Regions from separate parts of the Mus musculus genome. Here regions 2, 3, 4, 5, 6 and 7 are each linked to region 1. The links are chromatin contacts, called in public promoter capture Hi-C maps. All regions are on one chromosome and are shown on one strand. Each heading gives the region's core, a stretch centred on a gene start, on an enhancer-like site or on the middle of the called end of the contact. The rest is flanking DNA. Distances are from core to core; before and after follow the strand shown.

The links. Promoter capture Hi-C pulls out the DNA fragments that hold promoters and counts their contacts. Capture Hi-C pulls out chosen DNA fragments and counts their contacts.
Region 2: a promoter capture Hi-C map of the HPC-7 cell line shows a contact between it and region 1, with 4 times the contacts expected there. The contact joins the enhancer-like site here to the promoter of Capn8 in region 1. A contact is called at or near these places in 15 of 39 promoter capture datasets (the 3T3-L1 cell line, the HPC-7 cell line, cranial neural crest and 8 more) and 1 of 484 Hi-C or Micro-C datasets (embryonic stem cells).
Region 3: a contact with region 1 is called in a promoter capture Hi-C map of embryonic stem cells, with 2.8 times the contacts expected there. The contact joins the enhancer-like site here to the promoter of Capn8 in region 1. A contact is called at or near these places in 5 of 39 promoter capture datasets (the C10 cell line, HPC-7-derived erythroid cells, embryonic stem cells and 2 more) and 2 of 9 other capture datasets (liver and macrophages).
Region 4: a promoter capture Hi-C map of liver shows a contact between it and region 1. The contact joins the promoter of Vmn1r1 here to the promoter of Capn8 in region 1. A contact is called at or near these places in 20 of 39 promoter capture datasets (the 3T3-L1 cell line, 3T3-L1-derived adipocytes, the C10 cell line and 12 more), 2 of 15 datasets of contacts at CTCF or cohesin (embryonic stem cells and large pre-B cells), 4 of 484 Hi-C or Micro-C datasets (bone marrow-derived macrophages, embryonic stem cells, liver and 1 more) and 4 of 9 other capture datasets (adipose tissue, embryonic stem cells, liver and 1 more).
Region 5: a contact with region 1 is called in a promoter capture Hi-C map of embryonic stem cells, with 7 times the contacts expected there. The contact joins the enhancer-like site here to the promoter of Capn8 in region 1. A contact is called at or near these places in 5 of 39 promoter capture datasets (the 3T3-L1 cell line, embryonic stem cells, hematopoietic stem and progenitor cells and 2 more).
Region 6: a contact with region 1 is called in a promoter capture Hi-C map of hematopoietic stem and progenitor cells, with 4 times the contacts expected there. The contact joins the enhancer-like site here to the promoter of Capn8 in region 1. A contact is called at or near these places in 19 of 39 promoter capture datasets (the 3T3-L1 cell line, 3T3-L1-derived adipocytes, the C10 cell line and 13 more), 1 of 484 Hi-C or Micro-C datasets (bone marrow-derived macrophages) and 4 of 115 datasets of contacts at active chromatin or transcription factors (bone marrow-derived macrophages, embryonic basal ganglia, embryonic stem cells and 1 more).
Region 7: a contact with region 1 is called in a promoter capture Hi-C map of liver, with 3 times the contacts expected there. The contact joins the enhancer-like site here to the promoter of Capn8 in region 1. A contact is called at or near these places in 13 of 39 promoter capture datasets (the 3T3-L1 cell line, 3T3-L1-derived adipocytes, the HPC-7 cell line and 8 more).

What each region holds. Positions count from the first base shown.
Region 1 is chr1:182,563,211-182,566,942 of GRCm38.p6, reverse strand. Capn8 (calpain 8) reads right to left here and starts at 1,936. Exons shown (of 21, transcript NM_130890.2): 1 at 1,646-1,936. The coding sequence starts at 1,882. Gm46248 (a long non-coding RNA gene) reads right to left here. Exons shown (of 4, transcript XR_001779884.1): 3 at 2,890-3,019; 4 at 2,462-2,795.
Region 2 is chr1:183,073,682-183,077,413 of GRCm38.p6, reverse strand. No RefSeq gene overlaps it. Among named protein-coding and RNA genes, the nearest start is that of Gm33747, 9.9 kb to the right of the region's middle. Within about 2 kb of position 1,988, at least 32 of the 459 cell types and tissues checked have an H3K27ac peak or open chromatin away from gene starts, as enhancers often do. A contact at or near this core is called in the HPC-7 cell line, where this site is marked.
Region 3 is chr1:182,061,850-182,065,581 of GRCm38.p6, reverse strand. No RefSeq gene overlaps it. Among named protein-coding and RNA genes, the nearest start is that of n-TSgct1, 7.7 kb to the right of the region's middle. Within about 2 kb of position 1,686, at least 20 of the 459 cell types and tissues checked have an H3K27ac peak or open chromatin away from gene starts, as enhancers often do. A contact at or near this core is called in embryonic stem cells, where this site is marked.
Region 4 is chr1:182,156,103-182,159,834 of GRCm38.p6, reverse strand. It overlaps Vmn1r1 (vomeronasal 1 receptor 1), which reads left to right and starts at 1,737. Exons shown (of 1, transcript NM_001166728.1): 1 at 1,737-2,657. The coding sequence starts at 1,737. The coding sequence ends at 2,657.
Region 5 is chr1:182,180,995-182,184,726 of GRCm38.p6, reverse strand. No RefSeq gene overlaps it. Among named protein-coding and RNA genes, the nearest start is that of Vmn1r1, 25 kb to the right of the region's middle. Within about 2 kb of position 2,101, at least 7 of the 459 cell types and tissues checked have an H3K27ac peak or open chromatin away from gene starts, as enhancers often do. A contact at or near this core is called in embryonic stem cells, where this site is marked.
Region 6 is chr1:182,926,054-182,929,785 of GRCm38.p6, reverse strand. No RefSeq gene overlaps it. Among named protein-coding and RNA genes, the nearest start is that of Tlr5, 27 kb to the left of the region's middle. Within about 2 kb of position 1,680, at least 67 of the 459 cell types and tissues checked have an H3K27ac peak or open chromatin away from gene starts, as enhancers often do. A contact at or near this core is called in the HPC-7 cell line, bone marrow-derived macrophages and hematopoietic stem and progenitor cells, where this site is marked.
Region 7 is chr1:182,247,577-182,251,308 of GRCm38.p6, reverse strand. No RefSeq gene overlaps it. Among named protein-coding and RNA genes, the nearest start is that of Gm33887, 8.3 kb to the left of the region's middle. Within about 2 kb of position 1,573, at least 13 of the 459 cell types and tissues checked have an H3K27ac peak or open chromatin away from gene starts, as enhancers often do. A contact at or near this core is called in liver, where this site is marked.

The DNA of each region.
Region 1 (3,732 bases), core at 687-3,186:
CTTCGCTCTTGACTAAGTATTTCTCCTTAAGATCAATATGCTGCTCAATTGCCAAGTCGAGGGAAAGGATACTTCTGGCAGAAGAAAAAAAATATTGACCAGGCTGCGCTAAGTCCATTTACACGGGGCATTACATACATCACAGGAGCTTGGGATAGATGCTGAGCCCACACGGTGAGACAAGGAGCTAAGAGCACTGGAGATCAGCGCAACCAGCTGCTGTCTCTGGGGTAGAGTTGCCGCATTTCACCCATGTAAACAGAAAAACCCTAAGGGATTTCAACCTCCCAACAGAGCGTTCATCTTGAGAATCCAAGTGTGATCTGGCAACCTTCACGTAGACAAATGTGTCTTCCGTTCCTTGAGACAAGAGCCTAGGTAGACCTTCTACTTAGAAGCATAAGAACAAGCAGAAGCAGTCATACTCCCCCCGGGTGTAGATCCAAAAGAATCACAGTCAGCTACAATAGTGACACTTGTGCACCCATGTTTATTGTAGCTCTACTGACAATAGCCATGGTATGGAGTCAACCGGGTACCTATCCACAGATGAATAAATAAAAAAATATATAGTTATGTGGGGCTATATGTGTGTGTGCAGTATTGTTCACTATAAAGAAGAAAATCATGTCATTTATAGGAAAATGGACAGAAGCAAAAAAAAAAAATCACCATTTTACCTGAAGTGAACCCAATTCACAGAGATAAATATCACATATTTTCTCTTGTATGTGTGTAAAAATAAAGGGCTATCAGGATGCAGAAGAGCAAATGAAGCAAACACCTTAATGTCCAGGATTATTAGATGCAATATATATATATACACACACACACACACACACACACACACATATATATATATATATATATATATATATACACATATATGCTCCCAAAGTAAAGAAAGGGTTATCCTCAAAAGTGCAAAGTCAAACAAAAAAGCAAGCAGAACCATTGAGAAATGAGCAAAGGTTTTAAACAGTTGTCCCTCTAGAGGATGCACCCATGATATAGAAAGCACAGCATCCATTATCATCAGGGACATGTACATCAAGACCACAGTGTGACCACACCCACCAACTTTAGGATGGCCTCCACCTCTCTCTTCTCTCCAGCCTTGGTGGAACCTTCTATGACCTTCAGTAACCCATGTCCCTCAGCAGCGATGCTATCACAGTTTGCCCCTAGCTGACTGTGTCTAACCTTGGTTTGTTCCCCTGTGTGCTGGCCCGGGGGCACTGTGCAGTGCTAAGTACCCTGTGTTCTGTGTCTCTTACACGCAGGACAATTACACCCTGAGATTTATTTCTCATTCTCCTAACCACACTGAAATACAATGGTTCCAGCCGCACTATTTTTAGGGTGGAAAAACTGAAGCTCAGAGAGCTGTCGCTCAAGGCCACATCAGCAGAGCCAAGGCCACATCAGCAGAGCCACTCATGAGGTCTGACTTGTCCAGCTCTAAAGCTTGTGTGTGTTCTTCCTTAGAAATAATGTTAGGAAGTAAGGCGGATATCAGAACTATAGGATCTGAAAACAGAACCCTGCACTGTTACTTACTTCAACTCTTGACCTGATGTGACAACTCTGTACCCTGTGTGACACTCAATTGTGCCTTGCCATGGTCACTTCCCTATTGCCTTACCGTGGGTCGCTTCCATATGATGCCTTGAGTTTCTGCAGAGCCTGGTCCAAGATCCCTGTAGCCCAAAGCTGACGGACATGCCGGGAATTCCGGGTCTTTAAATAGGACCCCTGAGTTCAAGCATTGCTTTCTCAGGGTCTCGAAGTCCTGGCCCAGATACTTCACAGCATTCTGGTTAGAGCCAAGGCCCTGAGCAGCTGCACGTTGCTTGGATATTCCAGCTGCCAGGGCTGCCATGGCCTGCCTGTGCGTCCTGTAGGTGACAGGAAAGCAGGGCTTCTGTGTCCTCTCAGACATCTGCCCTATGGGGATGCTGCCCTTTAAGGCAGCTCCCAAGGAGGTGTGGCCTGTAAACTTTGCACCTGAGGGAGGCCCTGTTCCAAAGGGACATGAGTCATAAACAGAGTCAAATATGTATCCAAGGTGCAGGCAACTCTGCCCCACCTTCTCCTGCTGTTCACTATTTGGACACCACAATGGAGGCTATCAGGAGTCTCCAAGTTGGATAGGCTGGGGTGATTTCTCCTCCAGAGACTCTGTAAGGAGAGGCCCTGCTCATGCCTTGGTTTTAGTCCAGTGGAAATGACTTAGGTCTGTGGGTGCCCAGAACAGAAAGAGACTAACCCTCTGCTCTTTCATTTTTACCGAGCATGGTGCCTTGCCTGCATGTACACCTGTGCACTACATAAGTGATCTGTCCTTGGAGGCCAGAAGAGGGCACCAGAGTCCCCAGAACTGGAGTTCCAGACAACTGTTAGCTTCCATGTGGGTGTTAGGAGTCCAACGCAGATCTTTGCAAGAACAGCCAGTGCTCTCTCAAACCCTAAGCCATTGCTCCATCTCCAACTTCTGCTCTTTTCAGTCACTTGTGTTCGTTTGTTACAGAAGACACAGGCAGCCAGTACAGTGTGACAAGAATTCTCTGAACTACTTACCCACAACACAGTCTCCCTAGTAACCTGCATTAATCGCCACCATCTCAAAGAGTGTTCTGGGGGCTGGCTGTAAGATGCCTCAGTGGATACGAGGGCTTGCCGCACAAGCAGGACAATCTACATTCAGAGGTAGAGACCAGAGAATAAGGAGTCTGAGGTCACTGTGGGCTAAATGGTGAGTTCAAATCCAACCTGGGTTACGTGAGACCCTGTCTCTAAAATGAAATAAAACAGAATATAAAATAATCATGATTCAGCAGTTCTGAGCTAAGTCTCTAGGACCCATATCAGAGTCTTTAGACCATTCACCTGCAGATGATTCTAAAGCGGGTTCACACTGGTCTCTGAACCAGACAGCCTCTGAGGCTGCCGGTCTTCCCGCTGAGGGTCATCCACGTGTTCAGCCCTGAGCTTGGTGCTTCTGAGAGAGCATGTTTACCTGCCAGACATGAAACAGACAAAAGCAGGGTTTCCCGTGATTCACCAGAAATACAAGGTCAGCATGACCTTCCAGGACAGGAGGCAGTTATACGAAAGCTTTGGCTCCTCCGTGCCTCAGGAGCCCCCATTACTCCCTCAACGCCTCTATTTGCGTTAACACTCGCTCAGTGTTGGGCTCACTGAGGGTTCACAGCTAAGTTTCCACCCTGCACAAGGCTGACCTACCCTTCCTCTAAACCAGAACCCCAGCTCCACCCCATCCCCTGACGTTGCCTGGAACACTGAAGATCCTAGAAGCCTTGAAGCCCTAATTTGGGTGGAGGAGGCATTTTTATTCCTGACCCTATTGCCTAGTTAACTGAGATTCGTGCTGAGTCACAGGAACCAGTGGTTGCTCTGAACACAGTTTTCTGGCCATCCCCAGCAAGCTAAGAGGAACGCCGGGCTTCTGCGTGGCTAGTGGGAGCCGGAGCACACCCGTCCTGCTGACTTTGCCACCTGTTCCCGTGTCTCTCCTTCCTCCATGGAGCATTGATTTCTGTTTAGGGGATGTCGTGTTTGTCCCACTTCAGGGCTTTGCAGGCGCTGTTCCTGCCAAACTGCAATACTCTTCTGCTCTGCTCTCTGATCATCCTTCAGACCTGTGCCCCGGAAGTTTTTCCCCAAGGCCACCCCTCAAATTTAGCCCCTCCCTCCTTTCACACTATCAGA
Region 2 (3,732 bases), core at 739-3,238, 510 kb before region 1:
TGGTGTGTGTGTGTGTGTGTGTGTGTGTGTGTGTGTGTGTGTGTGTGTGTGTTTATATAGGGAGATGTTCGTGTGTCATGGTAGCACACAGAGGTAAGACAATAATCTCTAGCATCAGTTTTCACTTTCTACCTTGAGATAAGTTCTATTGCTCTTCCACTGAGAATGCCAGGCTGGCTGACCAGCCAGCTTCTGGACGTCTCTTGCATCCACATCCCATCTCCCTGTGGTTAAGTAACATACCCAGCTTGTATGTGAGCTCTGGGGATTCAATACCCATTGAGCTTTCTCCCCAGCAGTGAGCATCCCACTTTAACCTATCAGACTGGCTAGAATATGAGAGCAAATGAGCTATGTTGACATATGTCCTAAATTTATGCCAACATGCTCATATAGTATGTTCATCAAGTGCCTCGGACACTCTCCAACTGGACTTTGTAAACGATGACTATCGAGTGTTTTATGGGACATTTCTACATTCTCTGAGTACATGTTCCTTAAGTTAAATCAGTCAGCTATCCACTGTTCCAATGAATGAACGAGTGCATGGCCCAAAGCACGAGAGAATGGATTGTTGACGTCAGAGCTAGTGTATCAACCAGTGTTGGAGAGGGTGACAGAGGCACTGTTGGGATTATGGGTTGTTATGGGTGAGATCATAGCAAAGCCAGGCATAGTGGCACACACCTTTAATCCCAGCACTGCAGAGTCAGAGGCAGGGGGATATCTGTGAGTCCCAGGCCAGCCTGTTCTACATACTGAGACCCTTTCTAAAAAATAAAATAAAAATAACATTTTCAAAGAGCAGTGTCTAGGAATATTATGAACATTCAGTTTGTCCTAGAAGAGACTCATTCATAGAATTTTTTTCTCCATCAATAGTGACAAAATGAGCTAAATATATGTGTGGGAATGTTCAGTCCTAGGCCTTGAAACAATTCATGTTCATTAATAAAGCCTTGGTTAAGTAAAAAGAGGGAATATCTTATACACATTAACAAGGGTGGTGTAGATGTTTATAAACTAGCCTTTAAAGACATTTAAGACACTGTTGAGTGAAAAAAGAAGTTATAAAATAGAATAACTACATACAATGCATATGCATATACATAAATATTTATGGGGTTTATTATTTTAATGGTTACATAACATGTTATTCACACACACACACACACACACAGAGAGAGAGAGAGAGAGAGAGAGAGAGAGAGAGAGAGAGAGAAAATACACCTCTCACTTTAAAGGGGATAAGAGATGGTTCATTATGAAACCAAATATGAGTGACCATGCCTAAACACATATTTAGGTTACCCCCAATCCCAGCATGGTAAATAGTTTGAGTTTTTGATAGTAAGAGAACAGAGTCACAAATCAAGGCATTTTCAAATATATTGGTAGAAACATTACATTGGCGAACCTCTCCTGTAGGCTTCAACTCCTATGGGTGCTACTGATGACGCCCAGCCTTCTGCTTGGTTAAACTAGAATCCTGTTAAGTTGATAAATTCTTGTTAGTCATAGGATTTTAGGTCTGATACAGAGTGACCAAGGAATGGCTATTTATGAGGCTAAAGATAGCACGCGCGCGCACACACACAGACTGTAAGCAGGCTCTGCACTGACCTTCTGATCGATCAGCCTTGCAGAAGGTTCAGGGAAGGTGAATTCCGCCCCCTCCCCCACCCTGAACCTTTGTATAGATATACACCCCAATACCTTCCTTCCCTTATCTCTCTTCCACTCATGTTGGCTTCCCTCTTTCCAGCTAGTCAGCTTCCTGCTCGCAAGCCTTCTTGTTGTTGTTCAGTTTGCTTTTTGACAGGCCTTGCACACAGGCTGTGTATTCATGATTGTGACAGCTGTGTCATTTCTGGAAGACGACACTTGACAGCACACTCCTCTCCACCCACCTCGCTCCTGTGGTCTCGGCCGCTTCTCCACGATCTCCCTGGAGCTTGGGGGTGGTGAGGCAGATGCCTCCTTTAGGGCTAAGTGCTAATGACTCTGCATTAACAGAAGCTTCAGCGGCCAGGCTGAGAGGAGCTTCTGTGGATGTCTGTATAAATATTTAGAAGGCAGCTTGGCTCTGTGTGTCTTAAGCAAAACACTCATCGGTAGCACAGTAGCGTGGTCTCTTCGCGCGTCTCTGACGACCCCTGATGTATCCATCACTTTGCTGTTGCTGTGATAAAACACCAAGACCAAAGGAAGTGACAGTTTATTTTGGATTCTGGTTCCAGGGGGATAAGAATCCACTGTTGGGGAGCAGAGGCAGCAAGCAGCAGGCATGGTGGAGCAAGGCAGGATGCTGAACCATGAGCAAGAGCCAGAAGCAGGGAGAGAGCAACCTGGAAATAACGTGAGTCTTTAAACCCCCAAAGCCTCTCCGGTGACATGTTGCTTCTCTGAGACAGTCAAAGGGCTGGCGGTAATGTCTGCCTCTGGTACCCAGACACAGTCCCTCAGGCCTACACATGCTTGCTGTCTTAGTCAGGGTTTCTATTCCTGCACAAACATCATGACCAAGAAGCAAGTTGGGGAGGAAAGGGTTTATTCGGCTTACACTTCCATACTGCTGTTCATCACCAAGGAAGTCAGGACTGGAACTCAAGCAGGTCAGAAAGCAGGAGCCGATGCAGAGGCCATGGAGGGATGTTCTTTACTGGCTTGCCTCCCCTGGCTTGCTCAGCCTGCTCTCTTATAAAACCAAGACTACCAGCCCAGAGATGGTCCCACCCACAAGGGGCCTTTCCCCCTTGATCACTAATTGAGAAAATGCCTTACAGTTGGATCTCATGGAGGCATTTCCTCAACTGAAGCTCCTTTCTCTGTGATAACTCCAGCTGTGTCAAGTTGACACAAAACTAGCCAGTACAATTGACCCCTTGTCAACTTGACACACAAACACATCACTAGAAAGCCTCAACCCTTAATTTCTTATTCATCCCCAAGATCTAAACAACTTTAAAAGTCCCACAGTCTTTACATATTAAAAGTCAATCCCTTTAAAATATCCAGTATCTTTTAAAATCCAAAGTCTTTTTACAATTAAAAATCTCTTAACTGTGGGCTCCACTAAAAATAGTTTCTTCCTTCAAGAGGGAAAATATCAGAGCACAGTCACAATCAAAAGCAAAAAGTCAATCTCTAACCCATCCAATGTCTGGGATCCAACTCACACATCTTCTGGGCTCCTCCAAGGGCTTGGGTCACTTCTCCCAGCCATGCCCTTTGTAGCACACACGTCGATCCTCTAGGCTCCAGATGCCTGGACTCCACTGCTGCTGCTGCTCTTGGTGGTCATCTCATGGTACTGGCATCTCCAAAACACTGCATGACCCCTTCAGTCCTGGGCCGTCAATTGCAACTGAGGCTGCACCTTCACCAATGCCTTCCATGGCCTCTCACAGTGCCAAGCCTCAGCTGCTCTGTGTGACCCCTTCATGGCTTCAAAACCAGTACCACCGTGGGTGACCCTTACACATTACCAAGTCCCACTGCAGCAGGAGTACAACCTTGGCTATCTCTGGAACACAGCGTCTTTGTGCTTTCAGAAAACACTTCCCAGAAGATGTCACCTCAATGATGCTGGTCTCTTCTTAATCACCGCTAATTTCTTAGCTCCAGCTAACCAGCATCAATAGTCCCAGTAATGCAAAGTTTTTGCTTTGGTAGTTCTGGTATCTTTTTAATCACAGCTGATTCTTCAGCCCCAGCTAACCAGAACTACAG
Region 3 (3,732 bases), core at 437-2,936, 500 kb after region 1:
CTCTGGTGGGCGCTCCACCGCCACCAGTCTCTCCTTCTTCACAGAGTGCAAGACTTCACACTTGGTCAGCAAACCTGTAGATCCACCTGCAAATCTCAGCTCAGTCTCTCACCAGCCCTGGGACCTTTTCTTTACCAGCCGTGACAATTGAGGAGACATTAGTTAAAAACCGTCCCCAGTGGGGCTGGAAAGGTGGCTTGGTCAGTAACACAGTCGCTGAGGAAGACAGGCACCCTAAGTCCAGATCTCCCAGGACCTATGTTAAAAGCCAGGCCTGGTGGCCTAGGATCCCAGCTCTGCAGAGGCAGAGAGGAAGATCCCAGGCCAGTCTAGCCAAACTGGCAAGCGCCCAGTTTGAGAGACCTTGCTTGCTTTCATGAGTTCTCCAGAGTGTGGGTATGAGAGAGAGGTGGAAGGTAGGTAGGAGAATAAAAGGGTGGAGGAGAGAGAGAGAGGGAGAGAGAGAGAGAGATTATTTTCTTTTTAAAAATGTACATATCAACTGTATCTACTTTATGGGTGGGCAAAGGCATACCTCTGTAGCAGGCACACTTGCCTAGCATGCACCAGGCACTGAGTTCCATCCTCTACCCACCCACCCCTGTCCCCAGTAAGCACTGTGCCTGGCTTAAGAAAGGTTTTCTAATGGTTAGACTACCGTTCTTCCTCCAAGGCTGAGTGAGCTACTTCCTCTGGCTTTCCTGTGCCACTCCACTCTTTGTCTGATGGCCTCCCTGTGTCTGCTTCTCACCTTTACTTTACAGCTCCTGCCCCTCCTCACCCGACTGGATTGTGTACTTTCTTGTCTTTATTTTTCAAGAGCGACACAATTAAGAACATCTTTGTGTCCCCCTCCCCCACACTTGTCACTCTCTCAGACTCTCGTTCTTCAGACAGGTCTGTAACTCACTACCCAGTCTGAGCTGGTTTTAGAGACTCGAGGCGCCCTTCCGGCCTCTCGGCACTAGATTGACAGACTCACTCTTACTACTTATTTATTATTTGACTATTTATTTTTGAGATTGTGACTCATGTAGCCCAGGCTGGCCTCAGGCAGCTCATGTAGCAGGAGCTGGCTTTGTATTCCTGATCTTCTCAAGTCCTGGGATGACCGGTTTGTGCCCCTATCCCGCCTCTGTTTCATTTTAGACAAGGTCTCATATGTCCCGGGATGGCTTTAATCCCTCTGTCACTGAAGATGACCATAGATTTCTGATCTTCCTGCTTATACTTCCTAAGTGCTGGCATTTTGGGGGTCCTTGTCTTCCATTTACATCCCTAAAGGCCTCTCTGGTCCACAGGCTCAAATAAGCTCCTTGTCATCTTCCTCCAGAAAACCGATTCTCCTTTGAGTGACTCCCTCATCACTTCCTATCCATGCCTCACCTGGCCAGTCACTGAAGCCCGCTGCGGCAGCCAACTAGCCCGGTCTGGTTCTGTCTCTAAGCTTCTGCTTCTTTCCATCCATAAGGTCTGTACACTCTCCTCACAGGCCTTCCTTCCTCCCTCCCTCCCGGCTGCCCTGCGGGAAGCCTTCCCTTCCTGCAGGCTACACCTGAGTGCTCCAGAGAGGCCTGATCTAGCTTTTCTCACCTACACCACTTCTCCTCACTCAGCCACACTGCGAGGCTTTCCCCACCGGAAGTAGTCTTTCTGGCCTTTGTGTTCCACTCATTTCCTACTCAGCACAAGCCACACTCACCACCATTTTAACACTGCCTGTGCAGGCTCCTCCTCCAGTCTACAAGCTCTGGGAGAGGACTCAGACCCTCCGTCACTGTATCTTTAAGGCTTCTCTGCATTGGGAACGTGTTGGATACGTACACGCTGGACTGATTCTGGCACTCTGGCTCTGTTGCCCATTATCCTGGCCTCTCGGCACCCTCAAAGTTCTTCCACTGTCAGCAAAGACAGTGAGAGGAGCTGGGAGCTTGAGGAAGAGCCTGATATCAAGTCTACCGGCTCCCTCCCCCACCTGCTCAGTATCTTTGAATCACTTCCTACCTTCATCTGTCAGAAAAGTATTTGTCTGAATGCTTCCCCCTGGTTAAAGTTTTACACTGGAGCAATACAACGTTGAGGGGGGCACTTTTGTTTTGTTTTGTTTTTGTTTTTGAGACAGGGTTTCTCTGTATAGCCCTGGAGATCCTGGAACTCACTCTGTAGACCAGGCTGGCCTTGAACTCAGAAATCTGCCTGCCTCTGCCTCCCAAGTGCTGGGACTAAAGGTGTGCACCACCGCTGCCCGGCCCCTTTTCCTTTTTTTTTTTTTTTTTTTCTTTTCTCGAGACAGGGTTTCTCTGTGTAGCCCTGGCTGTCCTGGAACTCACTTTGTAGACCAGGCTGGCCTTGAACTCAGAAATCGGCCTGCCTCTGCCTCCCAAGTGATGGGATTAAAGGCGTGCGCCACCACGCCCGGCTCTCTTATGCCAAGGAGTGATACAGCCAAGAAGACCCCTAACAGGCGCCAACACCTCATGAGAAGTACATTTCTTGCCTTTACTGTTGCCCAGTCTGGGTGTGTTGTGTGGCAGCAGCACTAAATGACCAAGACTGGCGGGATCTCACCTTGGAGCCAAGGTTGGTCCTACCGTTGAGCCCCTAGATCCTTTGCCTTTGGAGACTCTAATTCCCCAACCAGCCCCTCCTGCCCACAGTGCTTCCTCACCATATGCACTGATTCCTGGATGCAGGCACACAAGCTCAGTCCGCTGCTACATTTTTTTGGCTCAGTTTTTTTTTTTTTGTTTACAATAGGTAGGTCCTAACTCTTAGGTATGCTAGGCTAGATCTACCACAGCCTACAGCCTCAGACTTTCTCCACTTTTGAGTGTATCTTTGGTGCAGGGCATTGAACAAGGACCACCCTCAGGCTACACGTGTGCCCTACCACATCCCCAGCCCTCTTCTATCTTGAGCTCATTGTCACACCACCTCTCTATTGACTTATTTCTACTTTACATGTATGTTTCAGCTGCATGCATAAATGTGCATCATGCATGTGCCTGGTGCCTTCAGAGGCCAGAAGAGGACATCAGATCCTTTAAAACTGGAGTTACAGATGGTTGTGAGCCATCAGGTAGGTGCTGGGAACTGAATTCAAGTCCTCTGGAAGAGCAGCAAATGCTCTTAATCACTGAGCCCTCGCTCCCACCCTTCCCACCCCCTGTCTGGCCTCCTGTACCTGCCCTGTTTTGATTGACAAGCTCTTAACAAGATTCTCCAGTACACTTCTGACTCTGTCGCTTATTGTTTTCACTCTCCCTCTAAGGTCACAAGTGACGAGGCCCTGTGTCCAACACTCCCCTAACCCCTAAGCTTTATTGATGTCCCAGAGTTATGGTCCTCACCACTGACAAGGTTTCTTATAGCCCTGTCCTGGGCGCTGCTCTGTGCTGGGGAAGCAGTCACCAAGAGCTTGCTCGTCAAGTGGGAAGGAGGCATGGCTAAATGAACACACACCAAATAATGCTGAGCCGCGAAGGCGAAATAATCTGAATCCTAAATTCCGTGGCACAGACTGGACGTCCTATCAGAGAATGGGGGAAGAGCCAGGCCGAGCCTTCAGAGAGGCCTTCTAGTCTTTTCTCCTTTGTCTTACTGGAGACCAAGAGCAGGGCATGGTGAGTAGCAGGTAGGTGCTGTACCACTGTGCCCGCAGTCTCCAGGGAATCCATGAGTTCAAGGTATTCCCAAGGTTACTGGTCTGTGGTGAGCAGGGGTTGCAGGGGT
Region 4 (3,732 bases), core at 488-2,987, 410 kb after region 1:
AAGCTCAGCTGCTCAGCAGGTGGTGGCTTCTTGCAGGAAGCTGCAGATGGGGCACACAATAGACTTTACCTAGGTCGGAAGATTCCACCCTAGGTGGGCTAGCTGACTGTGGCAGACAAGGTCTGATCCAGCCCCCTCAAGGCTGGGGGAGGGGCACACCATTAGTGTCCTATTTTGCAAAATTTTGTGGTCTAAAGAGCCAAGAAATAATTTATTGTTACACCCTACTTTAATTCCAATTCTACCAACCATACCAACTCCACATACCTAAAGAGAAACATATTGATCAACCTGTGTTTCTACCAGTTAATAGCTGGATTGTATTCAAATGAACTAGTCACTCTGGCATGATGATTTAAAAACAAAACAATAGCAACAACACCACCCATGTGAAATCTCTGTCCCACCTTGGGAAGTTAAAGTGGAAAAATCTAAAATTCTACCAGATACTATATTCCATTCTAAGCTTTTGATAACTTTTGTATCTTTTAACAGAGACTGAATTGATCAACTATTAAAAGAACTGTACTAAATATCCCATTACATGTATGAGAAACTACACAATAATAAAAAGCAATCGCTGCTTTTTTATAGACATCATCACAGACTTGAAACACTCTCAAGCTTGGTATGTATAGCTCATCTTTTCTCATATAAACGATGACTGGACCTTGGAGTTATAGGCTACTTAAGATCATTCTCATAGTATAGCAGATCATGGATGTTCATTCAACCAGTGTGAATCAGTCCACAGGGACCAACATTCCTTCTGTTGATGTATCAAGATCTGTTCTAGTAATACATCAGCTAGAATAAAGTTAATACTGATACTAATAGCAATAATGTTAATACTGATAAGTAGTTATCTGATCCATTGACACTTGGAAGACCTCATTTCTGTTTCTATGCTACTTCCTCATTTAAGTCTACCAAAAAGATACAACTGTTACTTTGTACTGACATCAAGAGGGAGGAAGCAGATTGAGGAGTTAAGAGTGGAGCTCAGATGATAGAGTGCTCACCTCACAGGCACAATGCCCTGGGTTGGATTCCAGGCACCACACAAACCATAATGGTACATACCTGACAGGGAGGGGGGCGGGGAGGGGGGGCGTGCTGGAGGAGAGAACTAGAAATTCAAGATCACTCTTAGCTACATAGTGTCTTCGAGGCTAGCCAGTGCAACATGAAATCCTGTCTCAAAGAAAAGGAGGAGGAAGAGGAGGGCTAAAGCCAAGCAAGACATTGCTGTTGCCCAAAAAAAAAAAAAAAAAAAAAAAAAAAAAGATATATATATATATATTATTCAGGTAAGATCTGCTCTACTATATGGTAATTTTTGTAGTATAAGAAAGTACATGTACTGCAGGAACAAGTATTAGGATATAGAATTCAGCCATGACCAGAAAGTGATGGGAGGGGAGAAAGGAGAGGGGAGGAGAGGGGAGGAGAGGGGAGAGGGAAGGAGGGGGGAAAGGGGAGAGGGAAGGAGAGGGGAGAGGGGAGAGGGAAGGAGAGGGGAGAGGGAAGGAGAGGGGAGGAGAGGGGAGGAGAGGGGAGAAGGGAGAGGGGATGGTCCCTGGAGAACATGAGGATCAGATCAGGCTACACCATGATTTATCCATTCCGAGACAGCCATAGTGTGGGCTGAGATGGATAACGACAGCAGTGGGTAATAACTGGTTTTTCTTGCATTGCTTTCAGATGTGTCCTTGTGTGTTCCTTTCCCCCATAAGATGAACAGAAACGACCCAGTATACAATATCAATGGCATAAGAAATGCTTTTTTTTCTGAAATTGTCTTTGGGGTCTCAGCCAACACCATCCTCCTGCTCTCCCACGTGGTCACATTCTTTCAGGAACTCAGGCACAAGCCCATCAACATAACCATTGGTGTCCTGGCTCTAAGCCACATCGTGATGCTGCTGGCCATGGCTGCCATGGCTACAGACATTTTGGGGTCCCAGGGGTTTTGGGATGACTTCACATGTAAATCAGTGATCTCCTTGTACAGGCTGATGAGGGGTGTCTCCATTTGTGCCACATGTCACCTGAGCGTCCTCCAGGTCATCCTCCTCAGCCCCAGAAGTTCCTGTTTGGCAAAGGTCAAACCTAACTCCCTCTGGCACAACTTGTGCTGCTTTCTTTCCCTGTGGGCCTTCCACATGTCCATTAATGTTTTTTCAAACTCCATTGTGGCCGCCCACAATGTGACCTCACACATTCTCATACTGGTCACTAAATCCTGCTCTCTCTGGGTTGTTAGTGACACCATGAGACACTTACTTTCTATACTGGCTGCCTTCCGGGATGCCTCTCTAGTAGGGCTCATGGTACTTTCAAGTATATACATGGTGACTGTCTTGTGCAGACATAAAAGGCAGTGTCAGTACCTTCACAACACCAGCATTTCCCGCAAAGCATCCCCAGAGCAGAGGGCCGTCCGGAACATTCTGTTGCTAGTGAGCTTCTTTTTGGTCACGTACTGTCTGGATTCCATTGCCTCCTCCTGGAGAGTTATGTGGAATAATGACCCAACCCATCGCTGTGTCCAGATGTTTGTGTCCAGTGGTTATGCCACGTTCAGTCCTTTGGTGTTCATCAGTACTGAACAACGTATGATTAACTGTTTGAAAAACACACAGGGCCAACAGTAAATATTTGATTATTCTGTGATGAACAAGCTTCCTTCACAAGAACTAGCACATTGACTTCAGGGTAATCAATCAAGGCATACCATACATGATCTCTGGGCTAGATAAAAATAAAGACATTGAAATGCTTTCTCCGTTAAACCTACTTTTGGCATAAGCATCAAAAAATATATAGTTTACCATTGAAACATAAGCCATTCTGAAATAATAAAAGTTACTAATAATTCTAGTAGTCCGAAGGAAGACTGAATTATTACAGCATAGAGTAGCTCACATATTATATATGAGAATTTTCAACACTTTTAATATGTCAGTAGTCATGGTGGCCTTTAGTTCAATAACTAGGTATGTAAATTATTATCATGGATTATTATCATGATTGTGATCATGAATCAAAATTCTATATATTATGATCTATACACTATGAGGCTAAGAGGTAAGACCACTGACTGCTCTTCTGAAGGTCATGAGTTCACGCTCACAACCACCCATAACTAGATCTGATGCCCTCTTTTGGTGCATCTGAAGACAGTCACAGTGTACTTAAGTATAATAATAAATAAATCTTTGTGCCAGAGTAGGGCCGACAAGAGTGAGTGGGGTTGACTGGAGAGAGCAGAGGTCCTAAATTCAATTCTAAACAACCACATGAAGGCTCACAACCATCTGTACAGCTACAGTGTACTCATATACATAAAATAAATTTAAAAATCTTTTTTAAAAAGAAGAAAAGGGAGAAGGAGAGAGGGAAAGAGGAAGAGAGGGGGAGGAGGGGGAAAGGAAGAGGGGAAGGAGGAAGAGGGGAAGGAGGAAGAGGGGAAGCAGGAGAGAGATAAGGGGAGAGAGGAAAGGGGGAGGGGAAAGAAGGAGGAAGAGAAGTTATTCCCCAATGAGAGTTCTTCCTGTGTGAATCAGACTCAGATTTCACATATCAGAACGCTTGTCAGATGTCAGCCTTGGAAATCCTGCTATCTAAAAATAATGAGAAAATACATATCTATACTTTATGAACTATTCAGTCTGTGATCTTCATAGATAAGAGTCCAAATGAACTAAAATGGCCTTCAATGAGCAAAAC
Region 5 (3,732 bases), core at 852-3,351, 380 kb after region 1:
TGTGGGTATCCATGGGGTCATGTGATCAACAACTGAATCAGATGTAATCTATTCCCGTCACTGGAGACTTCACTGGGTAGTGAGAGATGCCTATTAGGGTTTCTGTCTCCCCTGTTATTTGATGATTTCATTTGGAATTCTTCCCTGTATGTATATATTTTAAGAGACTTTGGTTGTAGTAGGTGTCTTGGTTAGGATTTTATTGCTGTGAACAGACACCATGACCAAGGCAAGTCTTATAAAGTACAACATTTAATTGGGGCTAGCTTACAGGTAGAGAGGTTCAGTCCATTATCATCAAGGTGGGAACATGGCAGCATCCAGGCATGGTGCTGGCAGAGCTGAGAGTTCTACATCTTCATCTGAAGGCTGCTTGTGGAAGACTCACTTCCTGGCAGCTAGGATGATGGTCTTAAAGCCCAAGCCCACAGTGACACACCTACTCCAACAGGGCCTTCTAACAGTGCCACTCCCTAGGCTGAGCATATACAAACCATCTGGGGGTGGGGGACAAGGGTGGGGAGTTTGGTTTTTTGAACAGGGCTTCTCTCCAAAGTCTTAGCTTTCTCAAAACTCACCCTATAGACCAGACTAGCCTTGAACTCAGGGAGATCCACTTGCCTCTGCCTCCCCAGTGCTGGGATTAAAGGTTTGCACCACCACCTGGCTGATGATTTTATTTAACATCATCCATTTACATGCAAATTTCATTGTTTCATTTTGTAAATACTGTTCTGCACTTGTTGGAGTGGATGTAGCCCATTTTAATTGGGTTATTTGTTTTCCTGATGTCCAGTTTTTTGAGTTCTTTATATATTTTAGATATTAACTCTCTATGGGATGTGTAATTAATAAACTTTTCCCATTCTGTATCCTGCAGCTTTGACCAAATGATGGTGTCTTTTGCCATACAGAAGCTTTTCAATTTCACAAGGTCCCATTTATTAATTGTTGTTCTTAACATCTATTCCGTCCTTTTTCTAGTGTGCATTTTTTGCTTATCAAAAATCAGGTTTCCTCAGTTGTATGGACTTGTGTCTGTTTGATGCCAATACTATGCTTATGATGCTGATGATGCTGCTGCTGCTGCTGCTGCTGCTGCTGCTGCTGCTGATGATGATGATGATGATGATGATGATGATGAATTACTCTATAGTACCAACTGAGATCAGGGATGATGATATTTCCAGAATTGTTTTCAATAGGATTTCTTTTGTGCATTTTTATATGAAGCTGAAAATTGTCCTTTCAGTTTTTATGAAAAATTGTGTTCAAACTTTGATGGTGAGTACACTGAATCTATAGACTGCTTTTGGTAGGATGGCCACATTCAGTATATTGATCCTACTGATCCCTGAGATAGGAGATCTTTCCATCTTCTGACATGTTCTTCAATTTCTTTCTTCAGTGTCTTAAAGTTTTTATCACATGAGTCTTTCATTTGCTTGGTTAGGGTTATCCCGAGATACTTTATATATTTTTTGAGACTATAGTAAAAGTTTCCTGATTTCTCTCTCTGTCCATTTGTCATTTCCATATAGGAAGAATACTAATTTTTGTGAGTTAATTTGGTATTGCTGAAAGTATTTATCTGTTGTAGAAGTTTCCTGGTGGGGTTTTTAGGGTCATTTATATATTTAGTCTTATCATCTGCAAATAAAAGATAATTTGACTTCTTCTTTTCCTGTCTGTATCCCCCTATCTCCCTGTTGCTCTAGCTAAGACTTTAAATATTATATTGAATAGGTGTGGAGAGAATGAACAACCTTGTCTTGTTCCTGATTTTAGTGGAAACACTTTGCGATTCCCTACATTTAGGTTGATATTGGTTAGGGACTATAGCAGCTTGCAGCCACACTAACTGGGTTCCTAAGTGAGAGGCCAGAGCTGTATGGAAGGAAACGGCAAGAGAAATAATGGAGGCCAAGACATGGTTCTGTTCAAGGCCCCCAAAGTTTACAAAGAGTCTGTGCTTGTAAAGTGGGGAGGAGACCCATCGCCCGCCAATCCATTCTTGTGCCTGTTGCCAGCCTGTAGGCGATCTGCTGGATGCTGTCTCCAGAATATCTCAAGGGCCTCTCAGCAGGTAGCAGTGTCTTGGAGAAGAGCAGCAGCAGGTTCAACAGAACAATAGAGCCATCTAAGTCAGAAGGGTCCACCCCAGGTGATCTCATTCTCAGTGGCAGCAAGGTCAAAGCCAGCCTATTCAAGGCTAGGGGAGGCTACAATTCCTCCCTAAATATGTAATAAAAATTAGCTGGACTGGGGCATAAAATTTATTTATGCTCCATAGTCCTGCCTGGGGATTATGGTGGCTGGCAGTGGTGCCTGGCTTGGGGATTCAGATTTTCCACGAACTATTCATATCCATCAAGGAGAATGTATGCAGCTTATTTGTGTTTATTTTGCACAAACATGGCTCTGTGGTGTATTATTAATAAACCATGGCCTCTTGGCATATACCTCTGTCTTAGATTGATATAGTTCAGAAACTGGTTGCCCGTCATTGGCTAACCGGCCCTCATAGCACACCTTATTCCAATCAGACCAAAGCCACAATATATACTCAATATGCATCTTCATATTGATGAATTTCTGCCACCTGCACCTGCTGGAGGTGGCTGCAAGCTTGCTGAAGACAGTCTGTAGGGCATTGACTGACCTGCTTGAAAAACAAAGCTGAGACAGTTGAAAAACAACAGGATAAAAGCTTCTTTGCAGAAGTCCAGGTACTCTACTCAGTTGCAAATTAGCAATGATCAAGCTCAAACACTGACCTCCCAGTGTGGGGGAAGTGACTTTGAGAATCAACAGAAAGGCTGTTTCTCATGTAAATAGGCAAAGCTCCAAGTTAACTTTGGTAGCTAGTAAGGATTTTTAGCTATCTTCAATAGGAATCTCTAATATTTGAATTATTACTAGACCAGTCCAAGATTGTGTTAGAATAACTGGTCACATTAAAGGAAAGAGAAGAATCATTATAACTCCTCTTTATGACTACCTTTTTAAGTCAGTTTCCACAGTCTCTAATGTTCTCTGTCCCATAAGGTTAAAAGGCTTGAAGCAAGGCAGCTTAGCTTGTCCAATCTGGTACAAAGGCAAGCAAAGGTGGGTCAGAAACATATACCCAAATCAGCTTTCTTGTCACCACAGTCAGGGCATTCAGCGAACTCACAGGTTAGCCTGTCGCACGAATCATTCTGGCAGTTGTCATGCTTCTGCAGCATTCTGTGGAGAAAACCTAAGCTTTTCCTCTTCCCCAATATAGGGTAGCTGTTCAGGATCAAGCCACGTGTCAATAAGTAGATCCATTTCATCTCACCTAGACATGATTATGTCTACTTTTAAGATACTATAAGGCATTTAGTAAGTTCTTTGACATCCAAATTTTAAAATTTTAAAAATAAAAATGTGATTTAAATAATGTGCATGAGAATATAATTCCTCCCCTTTTTTGTTTTTTAAGAAGATATAGTTTTTAAAGTTCCACGATACCTTGTCTTTGAGAATTATAAAAAGTCTCAGTAGCATGGGCAACATTAAATTGCTGACAAAACATCTCAAATACTTGAATGTTATAGCCAGTTCCATTATCTGTTTTAATCTGATTTGCAACACCAAGTATATATATAAAAAAATTTAACATAGGCAATAGCTAACTACACTTTTAGTTGTTTCTTTTGTAGAGCAGTTGTAACTAGAAAGCTTGAAACGGTATAAATAGCCACATGT
Region 6 (3,732 bases), core at 431-2,930, 360 kb before region 1:
CCCTACAGGGCTGAGTTAATCCATGAAAGCCACCCCCCTCTTCTTCCTCCTCGTCCTCTTTTCTCTTCCTCTTTCCCTCATTTTATTCCATTTCTTTTTGTGTAACTCTGTGTTCATGGTTTGTGCAGCTGTGTGAGCCCACATACAGGTACAGAAGGCAAAGAAGGATCTAGAAGTCCTGTTCTATAACCCTCTGCTGTACTCCCTTGAGATGGGTTCTGTCATTGGACCTGAAGCTTATCAGCTTGGCTAGGCTGTCTTTGTCTGCCTCACTTCCCCCAGTGCTGGGCTCGTAGAGCCATGCCCAAGTGTAACATGGATGCCCAGGATTCAAAAGTGGGTCCTTGTGCTTGCGAAGCAAGAATTCTTATCTACAGAACCGTATTCTCAGCCTGAAAATAGCAGTGCTTCTTTTAAGAAGCACATATACTGTAGAAGTTTGCATCATCACAATCGATACTACAGCATCTCTTCCATTTACCATGGCACACAAATCAAGGAGAATTCTCAATAAAAGCTGTGCTCCTGACTTGGGAAAAAAAAAAAAAAAAAAGAAGCACATTTACACTCAGGGGACTTTGCAGTCCATCACGAGTTGACATGGTGGCCAGAGTCTAAAGGCAGATGTGTGCAGCTCTACTTAGTATTGAAAGAGGTGAAGCACTTTCTCTCTCTCTCTCTCTCTCTCTCTCTCTCCCTCTCTCTCTCTCTCTCACCCTCTCTCTCTCTCTCTCTTGCTCTCTCGCTCTCTCGCTCTCTTTCTCTCTTGCTGTCTCTCTCTCTTATGTGCATTGATTTACCTGCATGTATGTCCGTGTGAGGGAGTTAGATCCCCTGGAACTGTAATTACGGTCAGTTGTGCGGTGGGAGCTGGGAATTTAGCCCCCGTCTTCTGGAAGAGCAGCTAGCGTGCTCTTAACCACCAAGCCAGCTCTCCAGGTCCAGGTAGAGTGTTCTTTAAGCACTTATTTTAGTTAACATTACAAAACCAGCACCGAGGGCAGACTCAGGAAAGCAGATGCTGAAATGAAAAGTTGATTTATTGACAGTGCTTCCCTGAGAAAAGAGGAAGTGGGGAAAGTGAGGGCTGGAATAGGAAAGAGCAAGAGAGTGCCGAGCAAGAACGGCTTTAGACAGAGTGCCTCAACCCTATCAGTTCTACCTCGACAGCTTCCCAGACCAGAAGAGTAGAAGGAGAGACGTGTTAGAAAAAAGGGAGACCAAAGCCAGGGAAGGATGGGGAAAAGGGATCCTTAGGGATCCATGAGAAACCTGGCTGAGCGCTCATAAAGTCAACGCATGTGCAGTGACTTGGCAGTTCCGAGCGCTACAACAGGCAGCAGCTCGGTCAACCCAGGGGTCCCAGGGAGACTCAGCTCCATGTTTCTGATCACTGGTGCAAACCCTGACTCACACTACCCAGCACTCTTGTGAAACCCATCAAGGTGAGACTCCAGAAGAACTTAAGATTCACTCATTATTCCACTGATCATTACACAGTCAACATTGCAAATTGTCAGCTGAAGGAAAAGGAAACTAGAACCCTGGAATCGGTTGCAACTCTGCCATCTCTCTTTGTGGCAGTAAACTCGGTGTTTTTCTTGTGCTAGCATCTTGGTGAGCCACAGATGGATCTGCCTGGGAGACCACAGATGCATCACGGAGGAAGGAAAAGATGCGACATACCGACTCAGTCCTCAGCTTCCTGCTCATTTGCTGCTGTCGCAAAGCTCCCTCATTCACCACTGTGCAGAGCACACTTGCCCTTTCTGTTTGTGTTGCCACGTTCCCCTCAGTACAGCCAATGCCAGGGTTGACGAAAAGAACCTAGGAGATGACTCGGCCAGTGAGGGACCCTACCCCCACAATAAGGTAGAGAGCAATTGAGGAAGATAGCCAACATCAACCTCTGATCTGCACGTACACACACACCATGAAAAACAATAATAGAGAAAGTTGGGGAGAAGTGGCTTCTGGCTTTTTTTGTGCTGTGCCTTTAAAACAAAGAGCTATCTGTATCCGAGGCAACAGCTATGCCAGCTATGCCATCAGACTGCATACATTGTATCCATATATTAAAGAGATGCCCTGCACCTCATAAAATGTATGGCTATTATGTATCAACAGAAAATATCTATTTATAAACTATTCCAATGCAAGGTCCTGTCTCTTAAAGCTGATGTCTCCTCTGCTCCTGAGGATGGCTCGTGAGTGGGAAGGCCTGAAAGACACAGATGAGAAGACAGATTGCCATCCAGAGAGGAGTGAGGGGAGGCCACAGTGCTGACCCAGGCTGATGTTCTGGTATGCTACAGACCTAGGTTCAAAGCCAAGCAGTGCTGTTCATCTGGTGTCACTTTGGCAAGTCATTTCTTTTCTGTCGGCCTCAGCTCCTTTATCTTGCTGTAAGATGAGGGTTCATAATGCCCACTTGTGTTATCAAAGCATAAGCATTTTATTATATTTATTTATTATATTTTATGGTGGAGTGCTTATCAGAGTGGCTGGCAAGAGCTCGGTAAGTAGGGACGAGCTGAGAAAAACATCCACTTCATGGTGTGTGTGGCTTGCACAGGACAAAATGCTGTTGCCCCCTCATCGTCTGTAGTTACAAGCAATCCTTTTACCACCACCACACATTGAGAGTCCCTCTTTCTGTGGTTTCCTGCGGAATAATTGGTCTGTGTTCCTATTGTGTTTGAGATCCACCCATGTTGTTCCATGATAATAGCTTTATTCCAAACAGCCGCTATTGCCCACACTCCAAATGTCTGTCAGCAGGTAGGTAGTAAAAACTTAACCAAAAAGAGAAGTCTGGTCTTCACCCTTGGCTACTCAGAGTTGATCCCTAGGCTGTTGAAATGTAGCTTGGCAGCTTTGGCCAGCAAGCATCCCAACTACAGTTATTGTTATTTTTTAAGAAATAAAACAGGGTCTCATGTAGACCGGGCTGGCTGTAAACTCCCTATATATTTGAGAATGACCTTGAACTTCGAAGCTTTCTGTTTCTACCTGCCAAATGTTTAGATTATAGTTATAATTCCCCATGCATGTATTATTTTAGGATCAAAGCCAGGGATGTGCCAATGCTAGACAAGTACTCTGCCCAGCCCGGACTATGATTTATGATGGGCCGTCTGGGAGGAGCTTGTGAGTCACATCGACAGTCACATGGACACTACAACATCGAATATGAGACTCAGGTAGACTTCTTTGTTTGTTTGTTTGTTTGTTTTTGTTTTTGTTTTTGCTTTTTCAAGACTAGGTTTCTCTGCATAGCTCTGGCTGTCCTGGAACTCACTCTGTAGACCAGGCTGGCCTCAAACTCAGAAATCCGCGTGCCTCTGCCTCCCGAGTGCTGGGATTAAAGGCGTGTGCCACCACACCCGGCTCGGGTAGACTTCTTGAGCCCCAGTATCTCATGCACATGAGGAACACAGGCGACGTGAGAAACTCAATCTGTAAGCTGACTTAACATCTGGAGCCCACTTGTCCCCGGGTTGGACTCTGGTTCATAGAAATACCACAAAAAATTCCAGGAAGAAACTGCCCTGGGCCCAACCCAATCAGTGAATAGAAGGAAAGTAACACCCCCCCCCCCCAAATCACAGAGGTTATAGATAAATGGATCAAGTTGGCTGAAGTCATCCCTGACCAATCCCTACATGCCAAGATACCCCTTGCCATAAGGCAACTGCTAGGCTAGAGACTTCTATTTCCTGCTCAAACTAT
Region 7 (3,732 bases), core at 324-2,823, 320 kb after region 1:
GAGTTTAAATACCCTTTGCAGGGAGGAATGTCTGGGAAGGGAAGCTTATTGTTAAGCCCTCAAGTCCTCTAGGTACCTCATGAGCATGGAGAACTCTGTTTTGAGCCTACGTGACCATAGAACAGGTTTCTTTTATGATGTGAGAAGCATGGCATGTGTTCAGGAGTCAGGAGTCTGGCAGGGAGCTGGGAGTCACCTGAGCCTCAGGTGTGTGTCCAAAGAGTCTCCAGGTCTCGACCTGCTCTACCTTACCAAACTTCCTGGCATGGTTTTATGTCTCGCAGGACATTGAAACTTAGGAGGTTCTCACAGCAGTGCGACAAACACCTGCATTCCAGCAGAGATTGTGAAAACAGAGGACTGACATCTGGGGCACCTCTGGGTGATGAGTAATGGGCAGGCAGCCAGAGGCACTAAAGACTTCTACCCTGACGCTGAGAGCAAAGAGGAACAGCTGTGTAGGCAAAGCAGGAGGAGGCTCTTGGAGGCCAGATGGCTATCCATCTTGTTAATCACTGTGATCTTCAAAGATTGATGGCTATGATGCATGCTGGGCCTTCTACCTTCTCATCTACTCCCTGGTAGCCATTTGCCTTGGGACTCTCCCTACCCCTCGGGGACAAGAGTAGGAGTTGACTCACATTGTCCCACATTGTCAAAGAAGCATCCAGAAGGAGATAAGTACCCAGATCATCTTACTTCTTAAATCTTTGAAGTTATGTTAAGAATGCAGATCTCCCCCTCCCCCCCAGGAGACTAGTCTCTTTAGTGGGTAGATGTAGTTGGACATGCCGGATTATCACTTCATATTTGCCTAAGACATTGCCTCGCCAAGACAGCATGAATGTTATTCTTGGTGCTCAGAGAGAAAAGATGGAAGTGAGGATGGCAAGCTTAAACAGCACTCTTCACTGTCAAGAAGCCTAAAACTCCAATACTAATGTAGCTGTGGGGTTTTTTTGTTTGTTTGTTTTGTTTTGTTTTGTTTTGTTTTGTTTTGTTTTGTTTAATTTCTCCCACACCTCAATGCTAAAGATTGAGGCCAGGAGCTTATACCTGACAAGCCCTTCACCACTGAGACACACGTCTGGCCTTTTAATTTTATGTTTAAAGTACTTTTCAAAATCAGATGAGGAATTATCAGGTGACCTCCTCCATAGGCTACAGTGTTTGAATACAAGATAACCAGCTCGAGGTCGACAGAGGCAAGCAGCACCTACAGTAGGGTTTTCTATGCAGAAGCCATCTGTCCTGGGCATGTCACACCAACCAGACACCACTTACTGCCCTAGTGGCAAGGTCCTCTCTTAGGCAAAAGGGAAACACGAAACTGGGCAGAAGACTTGGTACTAGCTCACCATCCGTGTCAGCAATGTTTAGCACAAAAAGTGCAGCAGAAAACTGGAGCCTGTGACCATGAGAGCATGGCAGGTGTAATGCCAGGTATTTCTGAACACGGGAGCTGATCTTTTTCACCAGCAAAGGTGCAGACAGCCACGGATTAGAGTTCAGGCTACAGAAGGTCACCTTGAACAACCCCAATTGTCCTCTTTGATGAAATATGAACACTGTCAACTGTCCTACTACGGGTTGGGGGCATTACGTAAGAGAAGGGATGGGTGTCTAGTTGTACACGGGGACTACTTTAAAATGTCCGTCTTCCTTTCTGTTTGCAGGAGTGCTGGCAACATGCCCTGTGTCATTCACTGACCCATTTTCTGATCAGTAGCTTTTCAATTTGCACCAAATTAGAGTGGATAGAAAACAAGAAACAGCCTGAGCAACCAGGACACACCGTGCGGTAGATAAGCTACGCTCCCAGAGAGCTTGAATCTGGTCCAACACACCGTTGTAAGAAAGGCCTTTGTTTTCTTTCTCTTTCAATCTTTCTTTCTTTCTTTTTTTTTTTTTTTTTTTTTTTTTTTTTTGTTGTTGTTAAATCGCTTTTAATCTTTAGCACTAGGTTGTGTTCGAAGCCTGCTGATAACAAGCACAGAGCTGTTCACATTTGTTAACTGTTTAAAGTCCCTGGCCGCTACTTCTGATTTCCCTTCCATCCTTAAACATTCGTGTCTCCTGATGCTGGCTTTCTGGCTTTCAGTCTTAGACTGGCCTCCCTCTTCTCCTGGGGTTCAGATGCACCCCCTCCTTGTGTCCTTTGCTCACTGCTGTCTCGCTCCACTGAAGCGTCTGTGAAGTCCTCAGTGTCTGTAAGCATCTGTGAAGTCCTCAGGAAGAGGAACTGGATTTGTTATCCTTCATAGCCTCTCTTCTCTTTCGTGTGCACTTTCCCATTTAATTATGCGAGAAGAACTCGAAAACTTTCATGGAATGAAGTGGAATAATGATTTAGAAAACAAAACCAAGCAAGCAAAAAAGGCAGTCAGACCTGTGTCAGAGCCAGAATCAAGTATAGTCAATGCCATAAATAAAAAGAGAGAGAGAGATTAAATATGTCACAAACCAAACCCTTCAAAAGCATAGGGACTCCACAAAGACAGAGAGCACTGGGAAGGACTGAGTTCAGGAGAACTGAACAGCAGATGGTGATAAATGAATATAGCACATTGAAAATAAGAGTGGAATGGCCTGTCCACTGCCACACTGTGTGGCAGGCAAAAGATACCCGGAGGCCCAATGGCTGTGTGACCTACCCACAGCGGGAGCCACTCTAATGTGTAAGTATGTGTTGGAGAGATGGGCTAGGAAGAGAAACAGAACGGTTTGAGCGCTTCAAAGAGAGGTGGATCTGAAGACTTGAGAGTAGAGAGGAATAGTCTGACATGAGTAGCCTGCTCTGCCACCTGAAACCAGGGTAAAGTCCTGGCCTGTGCTGCCACTGAAGGCCACATCTGGACCTGTAACCATGCAGCAGCAGGGTCTATGCTGATGTCTATGACCTATGTCACCATCAAAGGCCATGTAGACGCCCCTGGTCTGGGCTGCTTCCTGGGACCGTGTTGATGTCCAAGGGCTGCACAGAGATAGCCCAGTCCCTCACTGACTGAGGCACTTGGGAGAGCTGGCTCTGTCCCTCTCGAGCTGCCTCATTGGGTAAGCTAATGTGGCAGTACCGGAGAGCTTGCCTTGATGGTTTGGATGCAGGAGAACTCATGGGCTGACCAACTCAGCTGTAGCCCAGGGCCAGACCCAGGGCTTTGACTTGGTCCACCCCAACATCTATCCCATCTGTGAACTGCTGGAGCATGAAAAGTGGCCAGTCCTGTAGATCCAAAACTATCATGACAGGACCACAACAGGGTATTGGAGAAGATCCAGTATTGATAGGGTAGCAGAAGCCAGGGACCTCCAACCAGACCAGTGGCTCGCTGCAATGAACATTTGCAAGTGACAGGTAAAAGGTTAAAGGGTGTTATATACTGTGTGATACACCATGGCCCACTGCAGCTTCCACAGTGAGATGGGTTTGTTGCTGTTGTTTTAATTGATTAATTAATTTCAATTTATGAGGGGAGGTTGTAAGGATGGAGGGTGGATACAAAGGGGTGGGGAGATGAGTGAGATTGGGGCATATGGTAGGAAATTCACAAATAATCAATTAAAAGTTTTTTTTTTAAGTTCAAAGTCAAAGAGGGAAGCACAGAAGAGTGCTAATATTTGAGTTTGATGAAGTTGAAAAAAAAGTACCTTCCCACAACATTATGTATAAATTAAACATGAAAATGATGAGTCTTCAGAGTAAGAGGCCTGGCAGAAGCACCAGAGAACCGA